5 separate regions of the Mus musculus genome follow, and regions 1, 2, 3 and 4 are each linked to region 5. A link is a contact called in public Hi-C data. All regions are on one chromosome and are shown on one strand. Each heading gives the region's core, a stretch centred on a gene start, on an enhancer-like site or on the middle of the called end of the contact. The rest is flanking DNA. Distances are from core to core; before and after follow the strand shown. Region 1 has its middle 7.5 kb from the start of Gm40746. Region 2 has its middle 12 kb from the start of 4930459C07Rik. Region 3 overlaps 4930459C07Rik (RIKEN cDNA 4930459C07 gene). Region 4 has its middle 49 kb from the start of Gm40746. Region 5 has its middle 47 kb from the start of Gm34044.

What was found. A called contact is a pair of places that touch in the nucleus more often than the background predicts.
Region 1: a Hi-C map of bone marrow-derived macrophages shows a contact between it and region 5, with 9 read pairs. The contact joins two enhancer-like sites. A contact is called at or near these places in 1 of 484 Hi-C or Micro-C datasets (bone marrow-derived macrophages) and 3 of 115 datasets of contacts at active chromatin or transcription factors (bone marrow-derived macrophages, double positive thymocytes and stem cell-derived neural progenitor cells).
Region 2: a Hi-C map of bone marrow-derived macrophages shows a contact between it and region 5, with 17 read pairs. The contact joins two enhancer-like sites. A contact is called at or near these places in 1 of 15 datasets of contacts at CTCF or cohesin (the NIH/3T3 cell line), 1 of 484 Hi-C or Micro-C datasets (bone marrow-derived macrophages) and 1 of 115 datasets of contacts at active chromatin or transcription factors (embryonic stem cells).
Region 3: a Hi-C map of bone marrow-derived macrophages shows a contact between it and region 5, with 11 read pairs. The contact joins two enhancer-like sites. A contact is called at or near these places in 1 of 484 Hi-C or Micro-C datasets (bone marrow-derived macrophages) and 1 of 115 datasets of contacts at active chromatin or transcription factors (embryonic stem cells).
Region 4: a Hi-C map of bone marrow-derived macrophages shows a contact between it and region 5, with 11 read pairs. The contact joins two enhancer-like sites. A contact is called at or near these places in 1 of 39 promoter capture datasets (neural stem cells), 1 of 15 datasets of contacts at CTCF or cohesin (the NIH/3T3 cell line), 2 of 484 Hi-C or Micro-C datasets (bone marrow-derived macrophages and neural progenitor cells) and 1 of 115 datasets of contacts at active chromatin or transcription factors (acute myeloid leukemia).

The regions. Positions count from the first base shown.
Region 1 is chr10:96,187,043-96,189,742 of GRCm38.p6, forward strand. No RefSeq gene overlaps it. Among named protein-coding and RNA genes, the nearest start is that of Gm40746, 7.5 kb to the left of the region's middle. Within about 2 kb of position 1,284, at least 84 of the 459 cell types and tissues checked have an H3K27ac peak or open chromatin away from gene starts, as enhancers often do. A contact at or near this core is called in bone marrow-derived macrophages, where this site is marked.
Region 2 is chr10:96,212,802-96,215,501 of GRCm38.p6, forward strand. No RefSeq gene overlaps it. Among named protein-coding and RNA genes, the nearest start is that of 4930459C07Rik, 12 kb to the right of the region's middle. Within about 2 kb of position 1,355, at least 167 of the 459 cell types and tissues checked have an H3K27ac peak or open chromatin away from gene starts, as enhancers often do. A contact at or near this core is called in the NIH/3T3 cell line and bone marrow-derived macrophages, where this site is marked.
Region 3 is chr10:96,237,233-96,239,932 of GRCm38.p6, forward strand. All of the region lies in intron 1 of 4930459C07Rik (RIKEN cDNA 4930459C07 gene), which reads left to right. The region is part of intron 2 of Gm40747 (a long non-coding RNA gene); the gene reads right to left. Among named protein-coding and RNA genes, the nearest start is that of 4930459C07Rik, 12 kb to the left of the region's middle. Within about 2 kb of position 1,254, at least 87 of the 459 cell types and tissues checked have an H3K27ac peak or open chromatin away from gene starts, as enhancers often do. A contact at or near this core is called in bone marrow-derived macrophages, where this site is marked.
Region 4 is chr10:96,130,927-96,133,626 of GRCm38.p6, forward strand. No RefSeq gene overlaps it. Among named protein-coding and RNA genes, the nearest start is that of Gm40746, 49 kb to the right of the region's middle. Within about 2 kb of position 1,400, at least 52 of the 459 cell types and tissues checked have an H3K27ac peak or open chromatin away from gene starts, as enhancers often do. A contact at or near this core is called in the NIH/3T3 cell line and bone marrow-derived macrophages, where this site is marked.
Region 5 is chr10:97,281,569-97,284,268 of GRCm38.p6, forward strand. No RefSeq gene overlaps it. Among named protein-coding and RNA genes, the nearest start is that of Gm34044, 47 kb to the left of the region's middle. Within about 2 kb of position 1,418, at least 11 of the 459 cell types and tissues checked have an H3K27ac peak or open chromatin away from gene starts, as enhancers often do. A contact at or near this core is called in the NIH/3T3 cell line and bone marrow-derived macrophages, where this site is marked.

The DNA.
Region 1 (2,700 bases), core at 34-2,533, 1.1 Mb before region 5:
CCAGCATAGCGTGGATTGCTTTTTTAATATTTCACACAACACACATTTTCAGAGGGTGGAAGGGAAAACACACAGAGCTATGTTTACAGTGAGCTCACAAAAAATGTCATGGGAAATAGGAAAATTTTAAAACAAGAAAATGTAACACTTTGAATGTATTTTCTGTTGGGACTGACTGAACAGGTCAGACAGTTCACACCATGGGGTGCTGGGTTTTTGTAATAACTCAGGCAATCTGGGAAGGTATTGTGACTCTTTAATAAATGCCCAGAGTGGAGGTCTCTACCGGGCCAGGGCCTTGTAGATCTGTACACACCAAGGTGCACATACCCTTGGAAATGGGGACAAAGAGCCACTACTGTGCTCTGCAAATAGGCCTTATAGGTCAGTCAACAACAAGCAATCCTGTAATTGCTCTGGCCATATATCAGGTGGCAGGGTAAAGGAAAAACGTGTGAAGCAAACACTGAGATGCTCAGTGTTGTCAGGAGGCCCGCACCGTTCTTCTACATTCAGCTACCACAAAAGCCTGGACTTAGCTCCCACTGCCTCTCTCTTCCGTTTCCTTTGTGGCCATTTTGATAAGGGGTGTGTGTGTGTGTGTGTGTGTGTGTGTGTGTGTGTGTGTGTGTGTTTTCTTGTGTAGGCACCAGAGCATGTGTAAGGGGTCCATCTTCGTTTTTCACAGCTGGAGGTTGGGTCTCTGTCTGCCAATATATGTTGCTAGGGTATCTGGTATGCAAGCTTTTGGGAGGGCAGGATTTTCCTTGCTCTGACTCTCATCTTGCTGTGGGGATATTGGGATTATAGACCGTGGTGGTCAGATTTACCTGCATTCTAAGGGTTTGGATTTGAGTGCCTTACCCATTGATCCACCTTGCCAGCCCCACTGGTATTTTTAATGCTCCTTCCCAACTCAGCAATACAAGGTACAACATGTTTCCTAACTCCCTTCACCACAATAGGTAATCAGTTCATCTGGGAAAGACTGCTGTAATTGAGTTTTCTATTCCCCTCGCCCCCAACTTCTCTACTTTGTCACCCTTCTGTTTGGCTTAGCTGCTCTCTGCCTGGGTACTGCATCCAATCCTGTCTTCTTCTTCTCCATCCCCAATGAGACTCTTCCCTCTGTGTAGACGATGCTCAGTTCCCTTCCTGTGTAAAGTACTTGCTTTTTCTTGAAATCTTGGCTTTGTTTCTCAGAACACCATCTCAAAGTGTCCAGCCCCCTTTACTGTTAGTTTTGTTTGGAGTGCACGTCCTATCCCTGTCCAGTCCCCACCATGACTCATTGATTTCCTGCCATTCTTTCAACATCACATACGGACGGCGGCTGGAGGACAGAGAGATGTTTACTTTGGAGAAGCTAAAGCTCACTTTTGCCAGCAATTGGAGTCAAAATCCTGGAAGGGCCCACACAGGGAAAAAAAAAATCAATTGTCTTTAAGCCCAAAGTGGAGAATTATGACAGATAAGTCAAAGCTGCAATAGAGAATAGAGCAACGTTTGGACGTGTTTTATTACCTCCAGACGTACGCAGAGATGTAGTAGGAGGCTCTTCTTTCCGAGACAGTCAGACTTAGACTGGGTGTTGAACGTGGCTGTATGCAGGTGGCTATAGTTTGCTATAGGTTGCTGCACACTACAACGAAGTGTTTGCTATAGGTTGCTGCAGACTACAACAAAGTATTTGTTATTAGTCTCTTAGACCAATGGGTGCTTCTAGATCCTGAAATTTTGTTGTCATTGAGTCATTTTCAAGTTTACTCTGATTAGACAATGCTTGTGACATACATCACTGCTGCGCTTATACTCTGTTTATTTTACTTTATGTATATACAGATATAATCATGGTTGTTCTGAGAAAATTTTGAGCAAAATAAAATATGCAAGTGACTCAGCCTTATTCTCTCTTCCTCTTTCTTTGAGTCTTGCAAAAATTGTCCAGTGAATTTTGGCTTACAATTAGGATAGAATTTCCAACAATTTCTAAATGCTCCTAAGCACACTTCTGACAGTTTGTACTACCTATTTATGCCAAATGGCACTCTTAACATTGATGGCTATATAAATATAAATTTATTTCTCAGAACACCGTCTCTAAGTGTCCAGTCCCCTTTACTGTTAGCTTTGTTTGGAGCAAATGTTCAATCCCTGTCCAGTCCCCAATCAAAATATTGATCTACTTTGAAAAACTGAAAGTGCTCTATGTTCTGAATGTAAAATAGTCAGAAGATTTAATTTTTTATGCAAAAGAAACAAGCACATCTCTCATTGGTATGCAAATAGACTTTTGTCTTTAGTAAATGATAGATTGTACGCATACAAAGTTTTTAAAAATTAATCTCAATATGATTTATTAGTAGTGTTTCATTTGTATACTTATTTTATATGCTTCTCCATCTGATGTTCCATCAAAATCTCTCTGGTAAAAAGGAGTCACAAGCGGAGAATCCCTGCCTTAGGGGCTGAAGTGATGTCTTAGCAGTTAGGAGCACTTGGTGCAGAGGACCCAGGTTTGATTCCCAGCACCCATATCAGTCAACTCACAGTCTTCAAGTCAGTAATCATTAAAGAGCAAGGTCACGTACCATCACTTTGTGTATTCTCTCTTAGCTGAGGCCACCAGGTCTCGGGGGGCCAGTACTAGCATTCAATACATAGAAAAAGATAAAACCTCAGTAGATGGCAATTAAAGTT
Region 2 (2,700 bases), core at 105-2,604, 1.1 Mb before region 5:
ATTGAGGCTGAATTTATTTTTGATCATTGCACATCCAGGAGTCTTCTGCTATTGTCACTGTCTTTAGAACGGTCACCTTCAGCTAAGCGACCCTGTAGTGGGGTGACGACTTACAGTCAGACGAAGCTGGGCTCTGTAACATCTTTAAATATGCACACAGTATTAATACACCAGTGCAAATGCCTTATGAAAATAGAACATATTTACATATTTTACATTGCTAACCCCACTACTGTGGTGGCATGGGAAGCTGGGTAGCCAACTGATTTTTAATGTAAGATATTAGAAATACTGGCTTTCATATTCATATATATGTATGTATGTATATATATATGTATGTATGTATATACACACACACACATATAGTATGTGTGTATATATATCGTATGTGTATATATATACACGATAATATCGTAACTATACTACCTATACATGTGCATATATATATATATATATATATATAAACTAATTTGAATTGCTACTCCATTGACTAAGTACTTACGATGAATTGTATGACATACATCTCCAGACCCGCCCCCCTGCCAGCCCTGAAGGATATACCTCACTCATTTTCTTTTCTTTCAAGAAACCAATTTTGCTATCTTCAAGCAACCACTTCTTTTGTTGAAGCAAAACAGAACAAACAAACAAACAAAAAATCAACATTAAGATTTTCCTAAGCATTTAGAAACATGTCGAGCAGCCTGGGACATTCTGGAACCCTGTCAGAGCCCTGGTCTGTGAGCTAAGGAAACAATTTTGTTTGATAGAGTTACTATCTTCTGCAAAGGCTGAGTGTATATTATGTCGCATAGTCAGAGCACTGGGGGACACCCCCAGAGGGAGCTTGTGATGAGTAAATAACTTAGTAAGGCAAAGAATGGACACTGTAAAACCATTCCTTAATTCAAGGCCACGTGTTACTTTGGGATTTAAGGAAATATATTGGCATCTTCTATGTGATAAGATGCTTCAAGCATTTATCCTTAAAAAGGACTAAAACCCATTTTTTTTTCTCTCCTGTTTGTATCATTTCCTCCTCCTCCTCCTTACCCCTTCCCCCCCCCCCCAGTCCACTTTTCTCTCTCCCTCCCTCTTTCCCTCTCCCTCCCACTCCTATTCCCTCTGCTTCTTCCCCATCTCCTCTCCTCCCCTTCTATCTCTCCATTCTCCCTTCCTTCCCCTCCCCCTTCTTTCCCTGTGGTCATTGAGACGAAGTTCTTTTAACTAACATCCCATTTCCGCCAGCAGAGGGCACTGTTTGCGCGTTTAAGTAGATGTCTCCGCTTTGTTTTTCCAATGTGAACAGTATCTGAGTCACAGGCAGGCACGCTATTCGGCTGGAAAGATACTGGGGAGAAGGCCTGCCTGAGTGGTAGTGTTTCAACATCATTTTGCCGAACATTTCCTTTGTTCTCGGCTGCTTGGAGGGATGTTCATTGCAAATGCCCTTCTAGTTCCCGGTGGAAAATGTATGTTTTGAATGTGTGTTTTGAAGGCAATGGCATTGGGTCACTCAACGTCTAAATATCACAAGTGCTTCAAACCACTTTAGGTGTCAAATTCTGAATCAAGGTATCAGCCCCAGAGTAGATCGTCTTGCTCCGGGAGCATCATAAATAATTTCTGTAGCAGCATATGACATCATAAAGCAATCAGGCATTCCCTGTACACCATAATCGATGGACTTAGATGTCTTCGGATGGAAGGGTATGGTGAAAGACACTTTTCCTCTCACTGGACTTGAGCACTTTAGAATTAGTCAGTGGCTGCCTATCAAAAACGAAGTGAGTCACGTTCAACTTCCAATATATTGTGGAATATTTTCTCAAGAGTTTCATACACATCATTTATATAATATTGGATTATATATTTTGTGGTGAAGTAAGTACTTTTACATTTTTACGGCAATTATTTAAAAAAAATTAATCAAAGTGTAGATGAGAATGGCATACTTTAACAATGAAAGTCACGGTTAGTCAGATACCTACTTGACTTTCCCAGTCCTCAGTATCTCTCTCAGCTCAGGTATAACTTTTCATTTTGGAACCTGTATTTTAGTCCACCCCCCCACCCACCATCTCTGAAACAATCAGCTTGTCTTGCTATTCTCTAAGCTACTACTTTTAGATGTTAGCTGCTGTTTGACTGTAGCAGGAGTATGTTGCCCAGGGTTGTGTGTGTGTTTGTTAAAGCTCGGTCGCCAGTGTGGTGATGCTGGAGACAGGCACCTTTAAGAGAAGGTGGGGTAATTAGACCAAGGTAATTATTTCACACGGAAGGGATCAAAGCCATGTGTATGGGAACCCGCTGACTTCCTCTTAGAGTGGGTTGTTATAAAACATAACGCTCACCTTTCTCATGATCTGGCTTCCTGCCTCTGCCATGTGTTGTCTCTTTCCTTGCACTGGCTCCCCCACGGCACCATCTGCCACAGGGTAGCACACATAGGGGACTGTCACCAAGGGCCAAACACTCTAGGTTTACCCAGGGTTGAATTGTCAGACTCAAAAATTGTAAGCTAAACAGATCTCTCATCATTCCACAACCCAAGGTGGTTTGTTAGAGCCAAGCAAAGCGGGATTGTCTAATACTGTGAATTGTCCTTTTGGAATGTACCGATAGATAAGACTCTCACCTCTCTGTCCCTCTGCTCACCTTATTTCTGTCACATCTCTGTTGGTTACCTGTTCAGCTGTA
Region 3 (2,700 bases), core at 4-2,503, 1.0 Mb before region 5:
AAAATGATGCTCAGATGTCTAATACGCCCTGCTTGTGGTCATGTAGAGTAGGTTATCCTCATGAAAACTGGAGAGGTACTTGTGCTTTGCACTAATCCTCCTTGTTTATTCATGGAAGTATTAATTGCCTTATTTCTTATTTCCCCCAAGTAAGGGCAAAAGGTAGCTCCCGATACTGGGTCCAGGAAGAATAAAGCTAAGTAAGATTATACACTGGCCATTTCTTATGTAAAGTGCTGCCCTTCATAGAGAGACCTTAGGAATTGTTCTCTTCCTGGGACAGCCAGTGAGTGTTAACTGCTGGAAGCATCTCTCAGCAGTCTACGTAGACAGCTTATTATTTTGAGGGCTGTGAAATGCCATTTAGGTATGGATTGATGTTCTTTTGTTGTTGATCCTCAATCTTCTGAAACAGGAGACCTCAAGGGGTCTATTTTCATGAAATGCCCACCAAAATTTTGCCTCAGTCTGAGCCAACTAGTGGATCACTGATTGCCAGTGCCCAGATGATGACTACCGCCGTGTTTCTCAACCTTGCCATGAGGATAGCACTCTGTGATCTGTGACAATGAGTAGTGAAGTCATTCTTAGGGGCTTCTGGGACAGCTTTCTTTGTGCTCATCCACTGAGTTGATGGTTGGTGACTTGAGGACATGATGCATGAATCACAACCTCTGCCCTGATGTCTAAGGTACTACCGTCTGACTTCCAAGACAACTGTGATGAGTCAGATCTCGCCTCTTAGTAGTTAGTTACTTGTGCTGTTTGGAGGGTCTCAGATAAGCCCTTGGGAAGTTTGTCAGCTGGTCTGGTTGACTAGCAGGATTTTGTTTCCCATAATCGGGTGGCCATTTAATAACCTTCTTTGCCTTTGGGTTCCCAAGTTAATAGAGCTCTGAAAAATATAATCCCTTCTAATTAAGTTTTACCACATGGTTTAATGCTATAAAGACTTTTACCAGGGGGCTTAGGTCATACTACAAATGCCCCTCTTCCCACTCATGTGGGGGGACGTCTCTGCTTGCTTTGAAACTGAAGTGTTCCCAGATAGTATAACCTTCCTTCAGTTCTTACACGTAGGCTTCCTTATGGGCTTTGATTCTAAAAGAGTAGTTAGACAGTGCTCCTCAGACTGGACTGGGGCTGAGGGTTCTGAAGGCATCCTGCCCCCCCATGAATGCTAAGCAGTCCCGGTGACCACAATGTGGTTGACATTGTCCCAGTGAATGACAGGGCTTGAGAGATGGGGAAACCACACAGCCGTAAGAACTGGCAAGCTTCCACACTTACTGTGTGCCAGAAGAGGAGCCCAGTGGTTTACATGTGCTCTATTATCTGATTTTTCATCATAGTCCAAGAAATGCTTCTATATTCCCACTTTGCAGATGCGACTGTTGAGGCTCTGAAAGGCCAAATTATTTGCCTAAAGCCGTATACACAGTGACAGACTTATGTCACTTGTGTAATTTGGATCCATGGGCTGTTGAATTCTGGAACCTATACTTTAACTGTTATACTGGCTTAGTTCTGTGCAGATACTGCCAGCATCAAGAACAAACTGTATCTAGATATAAATAACACATAAATATGAGCAGGCCTGGTTCATGGACATATTCCTTTAGAGCTCTAAGGAACAAGTTAGCTTTGTGACTTTGACAGAAAACAGAAGGTAGGTTGTGAAGTTTCTTGGGTAATTCTAGGTACTTGGACACCTGTTCAGCTATTCTGGGATTCTGTGGTGGGGGTAAGGGGATACAGGGAGGGTGAGGTCATTATTGCAAAAACCATTTCCTGAAAGCTTGACTTCAGGAAATGCAGGAGCATTAAAAATACCCATTGTGTGGGAGCCGTGGCCAGATCATGACTCACATTTAACAATTGTGTCCATAGGTCACAAAGGATTTGAGGAACATAGGAGATATTCATACTAAACTCTGTCTGTGGGTGGTTCATTATGAAGCGTTCAGTAGGTTGCGAATCATGTTACCATTTCAAGAGTGACATTTACAAGTTTTCCTGGAAACTGTGAGGCCAGACTTCTTCATTCATACATTGATTTGCAATTAGTTGTCCACCTACTAAGTACAAGGAACTGCATTAGTTCCCTTAGGATATTAGAAAAAGAACTAAGTTGCGTTCTTGACCTTTGCGGTGTGTAGGAAGCACCTGCAGGAAAATGGCCTTCTTTGTAAATTTGCCCACATCTTTGCTTTCACAAAAGGAAGGCCAACTCTTAAAGGAAGATGCTTCAGTTCATTTCCACCACAAAGAAAGGGCTCTAAGTAAATCTGCCAACTCTCAGAACTTATTCCCAGCAATCCCTGGGAGAGGCTTGGCTTGGGCTTGGTAGGTACTTTTTCTGTCATTGTAAGAATGAGACCAGGTGAAGGGAACAGAAATTATTAATTGAATGATCCTGTGCATTTTTTTTAAAATTGGCACTGAGAATGTTTTTGTTTATTATTTCTAATTTATATTTTATTCAAAGTTATATATTCTAAATAAGATATATACATATGCATTACAAAAGGCAGTAATAATCTTCTCCTAGGAAGCTACCCCAAACCCAAGGTTCAGAATAGCATCAATACTTTGCATTTCCCTATGCCTTCTTTCTCTGTCCTAGCATCCCATCTCTCCCCTTTGGAGGAAGCCATTGTCTTGAAACTATGCTTACAAGATAGAGAATGGAGGTCTCAA
Region 4 (2,700 bases), core at 150-2,649, 1.2 Mb before region 5:
TTTGCTTGATTTGAAAGGACTGGATTTGGGGCCTCAGAAGATGAAGACATGTAAAATAAATTAAAGACATCAGAGTAGTAACTGTTTTGTTCTGTTTTCTGTTTGTTTGCTTTTCAAGACAGGGTTTGTCTAGGTAGCCCTGGCTGTCCTGGAACTCTATATGTAGACCAGGCTGGTCTCAAACTCAGAGATCCATCTGCCTCTGCCTCCTGAGTACTGGGATTAAAGGTGTGTGCTACTAACACATGGCACTATTAACCTTGACTATGAAATACACTTTAATACTGAAAACACTGAGGTGTAAACTGTTCATAGCTGCACTTTTAGCCTTGAGAAGATAACCTTATAAAAACCACAGAACCTCAACATTGAGGTGTGTAGGTAAATAGACCACAGAAGTTGCTTCCTGTCTAGTTCCTCAATCGCTCTTTGATGTTAAGGTGAACTTAAAGGTTTTGTTACTTGGAGGTCAAGGTGAGGCTGTGCTGTCCTGTAGTGTAGTCATGACCGTAACAGTGATGGGCGCAGACTGATGACCATTGAAGTTACTGCATCCGAAGCTTCGAGTGCCCGAGCTCTAGTTCCCTCTGTAACAGGTTCTTAACCCCATTTTACAGACAAGGAAACCAGGACTCAGGATTTTGTTGTTCCCTATTTTTATTTTCCCCAGGCAGGGTCTTGTGAGTCCATACTGGAGTCTAACTAACTATCTAGCAGAGAATATCCTTGAACAAGAGGGTAGCCTCTTGCTTCCATACCCTGGATGCTGGAACAAAGGGCCAGCATCACCACACAGCTTCCCAGCTCAGAAGGTTTAAATATCCCAAGGCTACAAAGCTACAAGATGATGGAAACATGATTTGAAATACATGATTTGAAATTTGACTGCTGCAAAGCTCACATGTCAAAGGCAGGGGAAGGTGAAATGGTTAAGGCTTAAATCAAGGTAAAACCATGGGCAAAATGTCGAGAGTCCTAGCACGGGACTGCGGTTCAGCATAAGGCTGTGAAGTTCCTTTCTTAGCTCAGTCATAACAACCAGACATGGCAGGCAGAGAGCACTTTGTGTGCACTGCCTTTTGATTCTAACGGCAGCCTAGAGGAGCTACTACAGTGCCCGTTACACAGACAAGGCAACTGAGGCTGTAAAGACAGTTTGGTAAGTTTCAACTAGCGTCTGTTTGGCTCCAAGCGGTGCTCACGAATGTAAATTATCTTTTGACCGACCGACGTGACTTCTGTTTTTCCTGACGAACCACGGTGTCTTTTCAAAAACCGGGTTTCTCTTTCTGTCCCTGTTCCCAAGTCTTTTAGGTTGCCTGTGACCACTTTTGTAGCCCCAGCTTCATTATCCAGGTTCACACCGGAGGATCCACATGGTGGCACTGTAACCTCACACAGTTAAAACATGAGGAAAAAGGAGGAAAAAAAAAAAAACCCACTTGTTTCCACTGCACTAGGCAGGCCAGACTCAAGTCTGACAGACAGTCATGGACAGGCAGACTGGCCTTAATTAGACCGGCTTTAGCATTCTACCCTTTCTGGTTACAGACACACAGAACGCATTCTCCTCCAGCTACACCCAGGAGTGAAGATTCCAGAGACCCCATGCCCAATGGCAGGGTGTTGATCCTAACTAATATCACAACATCTAAGAGCACACCACCAAGACCTCTCCAAAGCCAGGAAATGCATGACTATCCCTTTCAAAATATTTTTTATCTGACTCTCATAAGCCCCTATCTCTTTAGACTTTCTGAAGTGGTGGGCTTTCTGAGAGAACAAAAGGAGGGAAAGACAGACAAATTAGGGAGAAAGGAAAAGGATCAACTCTCTGCATACATGACATTAAGTGCAGTACCCAATATCCCCAGACACACTTCCTTATGCATGGGAAGGCTTACCCAGTTTCTGTCTTGCAGGCTGTAAGATATATTAAAGGTATAAATTCATGATGTATCTTTAGGTGTTTGGTGATGCAAGCTGTTTCTTCAGTACTTTGCTTTCTTTGCTTCCAACTAAGAAAAAAAAAAAGACCAAGATCCTTCCATGTCACAGGAGGGAGGAAGACTTTCCAAGAGGGCAGATCTATAGACAAAGAGAAATCTTGCCAGTCTAGGAATGTAAAAAAAATATGCATAAGGTTGATGGAACAAAAATATTTTTACCCAGATGTAGCTGTCTCTTGTGAGACTATGCCGGGGCCTAGCAAACACAGAAGTGGATGCTCACAGTCAGCTAATGGATGGATCACAGGGCTCCCAATGGAGGAGCTAGAGAAAGTAGCCAAGGAGCTAAAGGGGTCTGCAACCCTATAGGAGGAACAACATTATCAACTAACCAGTACCCCGGAGCTCTTGACTCTAGCTGCATATGTATCAAAAGATGGCCTAGTCGGCCATCACTGGAAAGAGAGGCCCATTGGACAGGCAAACTTTATATGCCCCAGTACAGGGGAACGCCAGGGCCAAAAAGGGGGAGTGGGTGGGTAGGGGGTGGGTGGGTATGGGGGACTTTTGGTATAGCATTGGAAATGTAAATGAGCTAAATACCTAATAAAAAATGGGAAAAATAAATAAATAAATAAATAAACAAATTAATAAATAAAAATATTTTTATTTGTATATTTTTAAGTCTTTTTGAAGTAGATAGCAACCAGAGAGAATCATGCTTTTCAAGATAAGTGGCAAGATTCACACT
Region 5 (2,700 bases), core at 168-2,667:
TGACCAATGGGCCTCTCTTTCCACTGATGGCCGACTAGGCCATCTTTTGATACATATGCAGCTAGAGACACAAGCTCCGGGGGGGGGGGGGGTACTGGTTAGTTCATATTGTTGTTCCACCTATAGGGTTGCAGATCCCTTTAGCTCCTTGGTTACTTTCTCTAGCTCCTCCATTGTGGGCCCTGTGATCCATCCAATAGCTGACTGTGAGCATCCCCTTCTGTGTTTGCTAGGCCCTGGCATAGTCTCACAAGAGACAGCTATATCTGGGTCCTTTCAAGAAAATGCCTCTGTATTTTAGAATTTCTGGTGTTAACAAAGGAATTAAGGAACAAATGGAAGTCTAGTTGACTTGATTTGTTTAAAGACTGAGATTATGAAAATTTTGTTTGCATTATTTGATGATAATATTCATAGCCATCCAAGTAGGTCACTTAATCTACCTAAATAAGGGTGCTAATTTTTTATTGCTTAGATTATTAATGAAAATGTAGATAAAATGTAATAATAGATGATAATCTAACCAGGAATTATCATTGTATCAGAAGTATGTACAGACAGAGACCGGGTGATCATTCAGTGATTAGAAGCAAGCACTGGCTGTTTTCATTAAGGACTCAAGGTTCAGTTCCTAGCACCCACATGGTCACTCATAACACCCTGTATCTCCAGTTCCAGGAAATTTAATGCCTTCCTCTGACTCCCATGGTCTTCTATACAAAAGCAGTACACAGATATTCAACAGGGTTCACATACATGCACACAAACAATCTTAAACAATGTGTCTTATATCAATCAATCTTAAACAATAAGTTTACAGACATAGCTCACTTTCCATCTCCTTCATTCCTTCCTTCCTCCCCTCCCTCCCTCCCTCCTTCTTTCCTTCCCTCCCTTCCTCTTTCCTTCCTGACTTCTCTCCTTACTTTGTTCTTTCCTCCTCTTTTGCTGTCACCCAAATACTTCCTTCTTCTCCTCTGTATTCATCTTCTTCCCTATCTGTCTCTGTCTCCTTCCTTGAACCCTCCTTCCTTTTGTGACAGGATCCACTTATGAAGTCCAGACTAACCTCAAGCTGACTCTGAAATACAATGACTGGCAAGTGGTTAACCCTATGTCTTTTCGAATGTAACAATGCAACTTATCTCAAATTCAAGATTTGGGAAAAAATTACTTGAGAGATAAATGAAAATCTCCATGCCCTTAAAAATAGCCGAATGTGGGCCACTCCTAGAGCTGTTTGTTTTTAAATGATATACAGTGAAAACACAATTATTAAGAATGAGAAACCCAGCTGTGATTTGGGTCTATCAAATTTCGGGAAGTTGCTTTTTTTTCACTATTTATAGTCTATGGAAGCTAAAGTCTACTTTTGTAAGAAAATTTCCTTCAATTTGAAAGTCAGTGTTTATTTTAAAAGGGGAAGAATCCATATGGTTTTGACTCCCCCACACTTGACTCATCCAAATGCAGTTTTGTAAGAGCTGTTTGAAGTAGAAAGCTTTTTGAAAAATTTTTTATGAGCTTTTTTGTCTCTTTTCCTCCTCAGAAAAGGAAGTGATGCTTTGCCAAGTATAAACAAAGTTAATCACTAAACAATTTTATGTCCTAAAATAATGAAACTGGAGTGCGTGTTGAATTTGACAGAAGTAACTCTTTCATCCTCAATGAAATTGTTGCCCAAACTTGTTCAGAGACAGCTTTCTCGGAAGGACCACTCCTGGCAAAAGCAATGCCACTCCACAGGCTTCCAGGGAAACACAGGACAGTAGCTGCATCTTTTGTTTCCCGCCCAGAGTATACTTACTGCATTTGGGGGCAGGGGACACACAGAAGTCACAGAAGAAGGTTATTAAATGTTATGACTGGGCCAAATAATTAGCTCTCAGGAACATAAGTGATGAAGCCATGCTACATGGGTACCTTTCAGGACTGTGACCTGACCAGTAAGTCCTGGACAGTTAGAACATGTTCCTATGCATGTTTTCATAATGAAATCTAGAATCATGGTCAGGACACTGAGGCCTGCTGGCTGAGAGCAGCTATTAGCTGCTTTCATAAATAAAGTTTTATAGACATAAGCAAACCCATTCATGTCCATATTGCACATGCCTGGTTTTGTTTTACAAGGATAGCCACCATCTGAAAGGCAAAACATAAGCTATTTTTAGTATAAGCCTTTTTATTAATTCTTTGAGAATGGTCATAGAATATACTTTAACAATATTCACCACCAACTCCTCTTCTTAACTCTACCCAGATCCACCCCCAACGTCATGTTTTTGTGCCCCCCCCCAAAAAAAAACTACCCATTAGCTCCAATTTGTGCTGTCCATGAAATTCCAGGGATAGGGACATCCACTGGAGTGTGGTCACCCTACTAGGGTTTATACTTTGTTTCCTTAAGTGATCTTTCCCCCAAAAGAACCATCAATTGTCCATATATCCTCAGTTATCACTGGGGTTCATGAAACCCCTCCTACTCCATGCTGACTGGTTTGATCTTGTGAAGGTCTCATGCAGACAACCATGGCTTCTGTGAGCTCATGAATACAGTGGTCCAGTTATATCCAGAAGATACTGCTTCTCAAGGTGCCTCTCTGACCTCTGGTTCTTAAAGCCTTTCAATACCTTCTTCCTTGGTTGTCTCTGAGGCTGGGGCAGCAGATATGAGCACAGGTGAGCATTCCAAGGACATTT